Linked DNA regions of Ostrinia nubilalis: region 1 is linked to region 2. Evidence: chromatin contacts called from public Hi-C data. All regions are on one chromosome and are shown on one strand. The core of a region is the stretch at or near the end of the contact, and the rest is flanking DNA. Distances in the headings are between cores, read along the strand shown.

Region 1 (3,465 bases), core at 384-2,883, 270 kb after region 2:
GTGTGTGACTCGATTGACTTGTTTATAATTGAGAATGTTACTAGGTATGCAAAATCACTTGAAACCTATGTTACAGTTAAGGTTTTACATTTACAAATACATTAGTTTTTATTTCATTCAAAAATACCCAGTAGTTATGATTTTATAGGCATTCAAAGTTCGCTTAAATATTGAGTCCCGCCGACGGTCACGTGACCCCGTGTGACGTACATTCACAGCGTCCGCTCACTAGAAAACGGATATAAACATACTTAAATATTTTTTTTTTGTAAATACAAACTTATTATACATATTAACACCCAGACCCATCACAGAAATTAAAATTGAACCAAACCCAAACTTGATGCGATTGTGTCGTTTTATTGCGAATTACCTTCCAGCTCCATCATTAGACCCCGATTACTATATAGAGTTAAAATACTCATCAATACAAAACGAACGAGCCCAAACTCGATGCATTTAAGTCGTTTTATTATAGAGTTCCTATGGCCACCTTCCAGCTCCATCATCAGATCAGCTCCATGTCATCATAATATTGCATGGTCATCCAAATCACATGTGTTTGCGAAATTTCAGCTTAATCGGTTGCCTGGAAGTGGGTCTTAATTCAGTTTGCAAGATTCCACCCATACAAATATGAGCCAGTCGTTGTAATATGACGTCACGCGCATAAAATGGCGGGCCGGCCGCCGCCCGCACTTTTAAAATTCAATATCTTGGAAACTAATTGACGTATCGAAATAATTCTTTCACGTGTATTTTTTATTTTTAACAGAGAATACAGAAAGCTAAAAAACAAAATTAGTGAACATTCTTCATTGTTGTAATAATAGGGAGTGTTTTATCTAGAGTAAGCTTAATCATTTTACAGTTTATCGTTCGATTAATGCGATGTGAGCTTACAACCAATATTAAGACCAATATCCAACGAGGGTCGAGGAATAATCTAAGCAAGGAAGCAAGAACGTATTCAAGGACGCTTTTTCGCCTTTACTATCGCTTTTTCGCCTTCAATCAATATCGCTTTGTTATCCTGAATAAAATAAAATGAGTTTTTGTAATCATCAGCCACGCTGATGTCGTAGTCAAGCCTATCAGCTCAGACGAGCCCAATGATTTTATCAATCGGAACTACAATCGATTATTAAATTGAATTATTGCAAACGAATAATACAAAAGTTAGCACAGCCCTAATTTTTTTCCTTTATGTTGTCAATACTGTATGTCATTGCCCTTTTCCGTTCATAATGTTACCCATTACAAAAATATTGCATGTAAATGAGATTTAAATTACATCTAGTAAGACATAAGCCTAACTGGTTCTACGTCGAAATTACGGCGAAGATAATGATATTATAACGGCATAAAGTATGTAATTAAACTAACCCATATTACAACTTACGAGTATTTCAATGAGTCGATCTAACCAATTAATATACTCAATTAATGACTTTTTTCTTACTATTTTATTAAAATTATAAAATCTTAGGCCACGCGAAAAAAAACATATTTAGCTGAATATTAAAAGAAACTTAATAAATAAACACTATATAAGCAAATGTTTCTTTTAGGGTAAAATGGTTTTCACGCTGGTATCCCCGAAAGCAGGCGTGCGTGAGGCCGTAAAAAAGCGGAAACGCGCGCCAGCGCCATATTGTTGTGACCGTGCCGCGACTGTGAACGCGTCTCTCAGTGTTATTTGTTACGTGATTACTGTCGCTCGTATTGTTTTGTGAATGGAATATAAGTGTTCATAAACTGTTACCAAAGTGACCTACGATGCAATCAGGGAGTGGTACGAAAAATCCACCATGGGCTCGATCCAACGTGAATACAAACATGACCGGCATGAATCCTCAAATAATGGATCCTAACACCATGATGACTCAACAAGGGATGATGCCATTTCAACAAACACAGGCGGTGTTTAATCCTGGAATGATGCAAGCCCAAGGAGGAATGGCTATGCCCATGGCCGGTCAGATGCCGATGAATCAGATGGCCCAAGGTCAAATGTATCCCGGTAATGTCGTCGCGTATCCTACTCCACGTGCGATGAACCCTGGCATGTATCAAAACTCGCAATCTAACTCGTCTCAACCAAACAGTGAACAGCGTGTGTTCACAGGAACTGTGACAAAGACACACAATGACTTCGGATTCGTCGACCATGATGTGTTTTACCAGACATCGGTCTGCGCTAAAGGTATCATTCCAAAAGTAAACGACAGAGTATTGGTAGAAGCTACCTACAACCCTAACATGCCTTTCAAATGGAATGCTACCCGTGTACAAGTTTTGCCCAAAGGAGGGCCCAATCCAAAGGGAAACAATCCAAAATCTAATTCATATAATGCAGTGCCGCCACCTTCAAACAAAAAGCAGCCGCCACCTCGCCGAAATAATGATGATCGGCCACCTAGAAGGGAAGAAAGAGTAAGTTCTAAATTTTTGAGGTTATATTTTTTTAGTATTCCAGTATATTCTATAAAGTTAATCAAAAATATGCAAAGCTTTGTTTACATATCATAAGCACTCAAACTTAAATCCTATATTTGTTAACACAGAAGCGATCTCGCTCAAGAAGTCGTTCCCGATCAAGGATAAGCGGCCGTAACCGCAGAGATTCTCCTCCTCGCAAGAGGCCTGTAGTTCACCAACCATCGCCTGTCAAATACATCGTCAGAGTTCCTCGCATACCTCTGGATATGTAAGTATTGCATTGTAGGAATTTGATTCATCAAAAATCAAAATTATAAAAATCATAGATTTATCATGCCCTATTTTAATTTGTTACAATTTTAGTTAAAAAAATACCACTGCAAATTGATGTTTTGCTGTGGTCTTTTTTTAATAATTTTATTGCAAGTGGTATTTTTAAAATATTCAATTGCCAGTGGTATTTTTTAATGATTCAATTAGCATTGATTGCACTAATCTAATGACTATAATTTTTTGCAGCCAAAAGATGGATGTACCTGGACTTTCTCAAAGATACACCAATTTGTACATCCCTTCTGACTTCTTCAATGCTCACGTCAAGTGGGGAGAAACTTTCCCTCCCCAAACACCATTTTCATTGAACAACCCTTGTGGATACCACATCATGAGCAGAGAAATTGATAACCCCAACCCGAATGACTCCGTGTTGGAGCCTCCAGATGCAGATTACAGGTTTTCAGCAAAGGTAAGGTTTTTGCTTTTTGAACTGCGTCTTTGGTCTATACTTTACTATATTGAGATTATTGATTGTAGTAAGAAAAATATACACAATAATACCATGAAATTACATCATGTTTTGTAATTACATGAACATGGTATTTTTATTTAGTATATTGCATCTTGATAATTTGATGTGCAAGGTTTTGCAATGAATATGGTATTGACTGATTAGTGCAACATAATTAGCACAATTTACTCAATTGATAATATTTTATCCTTAAAAGTGTCCTTTGTTTGCATAAA
Region 2 (3,414 bases), core at 275-2,774:
CTTACAATTTTGTTACATCTTCAGGGACATCCAACTTTACTTTCAGTAAATCAGTCACAGTATCAGTTGAAGATCCAAAATACTCTTCATACATTTTATATTTGCTCATCATTGCTTCTTCATTAAATTGTTTAGTCTTTAGAAACTCTGGAAAATAATAAAATAAACATAGTTATTGCATTTTCACAACCAAGTTCAAAGTTAATCATTAACAATACTGTTTAAATTGTGGCTTGATGGGGTCAGTGGACACTAGATGATTGATTCTCAACTTTATCATTGAAGCCTTAAGGCTTTCTGCATCAAGAGCTAAAAAGAAATTAAGAATCATCTTTTCAGCCAACGGCAGTGTACTCCAGATGTATGCCTCAAAGCGTAATTTCCTTTTTCAGCCAGGTGCTGCCAGCTATCTTCTTCAGGTTTACAGTTCATCGAGCAAGGATATAAAGATAAAACTCTGTTTGTGTTTCAGTGAAATGACGTCCACTGCTGGACAAAGGGGAGGTAATCCACGACAATAAAAAAAACTTACTTATAGCAATTTCACCTCCCATGAGTTTATACTCTTCAATTTCACTATCCTTTTTATTCAGCAGCTCACACAACTCCGTTTGACTAGATTTTAACTCACTGACGGTTACCAGTAGTGGTTGGGTAACTTTTTGGAAAAACTGCAAAGTGATCAAACAAATTAATGTTTAAAATGAATTAATCATGCTATTTAAATTGTTCTTCAATTATGAATACTTATAGTTTGCAGTAAGTCATAATAATGTTTGCTAACTTGTTTTATAATGAAAAATAGTTTTTCACTTTTTAGGATTATTTGCATTAGGTGCGACTCTTTCTTGCCTCAAAGCAGGGGTCTCCAAACTTTGAAGCCTTGGGGCCATAATAATTATTTCGGTATGTTGCAAGGGTCATAACAATTCGCGGGCCGGATTGATGTTAGTGGCGGGCTGGATATGGCCCGCGGGCCGTAGTTTGGAGACCCCTGTCTCAAAGATAATAGCGTCATTTGACAATGTTTATACTTACTAATTCCCTAGATCCTTTACAAAGTTCCAACTTGACTTTAAATGGATATGGAAATGACATAGTCAACGTAATCGCTAGAACATTGTTCTCAGTCTTTTTGTCAACACTTTTTAGGTCGCCTGGATGGGTCAACACATGAATTCCTTTCTGGATCAAAGTTTCTGTGGGCATCTCCAGTAAAATATTACTGTCCTAAAACACAGCAAGTCATTAATTAACAGATGTGGAAACTATGAAGATAGCAATAATTACATTGAGGCAATTACTTACTTTTAGACTACGAACAAAAGTAGTTTTCGATAAATAGGAAAACCACACCGAGACAAAATCTGTTACAAATATCTGGTAGTCGTCGGTGAAAGTTAAAAATAGGTTAGTATCCTTGATTCTTTTCCACATTTTAAATAATCCTAATGCACTGCTTACAGTTCCTTTTAATTAAAGAACTTTTGGTGCTGATTAATTTGTTTGTAAACAACTCTCTGTCAATTTTATAACCTCAAAATGTCAAAATCTTTTTTTTTTATGTTATCCATCATTTCCTCTATGATCATTTTACCCATTTTATTGTCTATGAAACTTGATGTTAGTAATCGATTCTTCAATTGAATGATTTTAACTCATCAGTGGCACAACACTATTAACGAAATTCCATTTTCTTGATGTTGGCTGCTTTGGCTGTCAACCAATGACTAAGAAATAAATAGATTGAGCGGGCACGTACCACGCCGAGAAACACACCGAGAAACAGCGCCAGTGCGCTATGATATGATATTAATTTCTTCGGTCCACAATAAAAATTTGCGAACCCTTATTCAATGGTCAAAAATCGTCAACAAGTGTGAATTTACGAAGAATTAGGAATCGGATCCATCGGATTTATACACTCACGGATCGCGGGATAAGATTGCAGGTGATGAAAGAGCCCTAGTCCAAGACTGTATGTAGCATAGAGAAAAGTAATACATAGGAAATAGAGAACCCTCTCTGTCAAATTTTTGAGCCTACTAATTGACAGCCTGGTGTTAAATTCCCTGTACTTAACCTACGTACGTAACGCTCACATACATACATAGTACACGCACACATACATACATAAAGTCCACGCACACATACACACAGTTCACGCACACATAGGCCCTCATAACCTTCAAAGAATTATTATTTTTATGATGTACAATGTAGAATTTTTTCAAATCCATTATTTTGAAAATATTTATCTTTATGGTGTACGTATGTATTATTTTCAAAACAATGGATTTGGAAAAATTCTACATTGCACATGGAAATGCAAATAAGTAAACAAAAACTTTTGAATTTAATAATTTTACTTTATTTATGAACACACATAATATTATACACCAAAAGCGTCTTTTCGCAAAGTTTTCAACAACACTAAAAAAGCATTTGCACATTGAGAAAACTCAGATCACTTGTGAACATAACAGAAAGTTTCTTCGCGATTCACGAAGGAACGAACAAAACTCCAATGAACCAGAACAGCAGCAGGTACGATGGAATGAACTTGAATTTGACTCGACGACTCTTCAATACTTTAATAGGGCCACAGAAAACTTAAATGATGGCTAAGAAAACAAGAATGCATTTAACATAACAAAAACAACACCGGCCATTTTGGAGGAAAAACAAAGTTGCCATATGTTAAATAGTAATTTCTACTACTCTATTATGTAAATTATAACAAAAATGACAATGTTCAGTTTTAAATTAAAACAAATTAATTTCATTTAAAAAAAGTTTTCACATTGTAATTAACAATATTCTCAAATATATTTTAATTAAGAAAAAAATGAAAATATGAAGGAAACAGGAGCAGCGACATCTAGAGCGTTTTAGGGTAGTTAAAAAGTATTTGAATTTATTCACCGATGTCGCTGTTTGGAAGCAAGTTTCACTTCGATGACCGTTGTATGGAAGTTTCCACACCCTGGTATGTAGCACCTGGACATAAAAAAAAGAAAAAAAACTTGACAACTTCACTTCAAACATTTTCAACAAGTCAGTCAATAAACTGAAATTGTTTTATTTGTTATCGCTTCCACAACAAAAGACTCATCACAAAAATCAAGCTTATTCTCATGGTCCATCCTGTTCTCATGAAAAGTTACAACACAGACTACTTATTTATCGTACTTATTCTGCTGCCAGAAATATGGACTACGATTATCTTATAAAACTGCTTTGTGTAGGGGATTCTGGTGTTGGAAAGACGAGTTTTCTCTACAAGTACACTGATGGGGTATTTCATACCCAGTTTATATCCACTGTTGGCATTGACTTCAGAGAAAAGACCGTCGTAAGTACCTATCTTTTCATGCACTATCTGGGTTGGCGCCATATCCAATTATCAACCCT

What was found. Hi-C and Micro-C count contacts between places; a contact is called where the count stands out from the background.
Region 1: a Hi-C map of whole body shows a contact between it and region 2, with 10 times the contacts expected there. The contact joins the promoter of LOC135073840 here to the promoter of LOC135073829 in region 2. A contact is called at or near these places in 2 of 5 Hi-C or Micro-C datasets (both in whole body).

What each region holds. Positions count from the first base shown.
Region 1 is chr8:6,947,034-6,950,498 of ilOstNubi1.1, forward strand. It overlaps LOC135073840 (cell division cycle and apoptosis regulator protein 1-like), which reads left to right and starts at 1,634. Exons shown (of 15, transcript XM_063968055.1): 1 at 1,634-2,436; 2 at 2,568-2,710; 3 at 2,962-3,187. The coding sequence starts at 1,780.
Region 2 is chr8:6,681,936-6,685,349 of ilOstNubi1.1, forward strand. It overlaps LOC135073829, which reads right to left and starts at 1,525. Exons shown (of 5, transcript XM_063968029.1): 1 at 1,309-1,525; 2 at 1,039-1,230; 3 at 533-671; 4 at 6-147. The coding sequence starts at 1,437. It overlaps LOC135073849 (ras-related protein Rab-27A), which reads left to right and starts at 3,045. Exons shown (of 5, transcript XM_063968066.1): 1 at 3,045-3,355. The coding sequence starts at 3,212.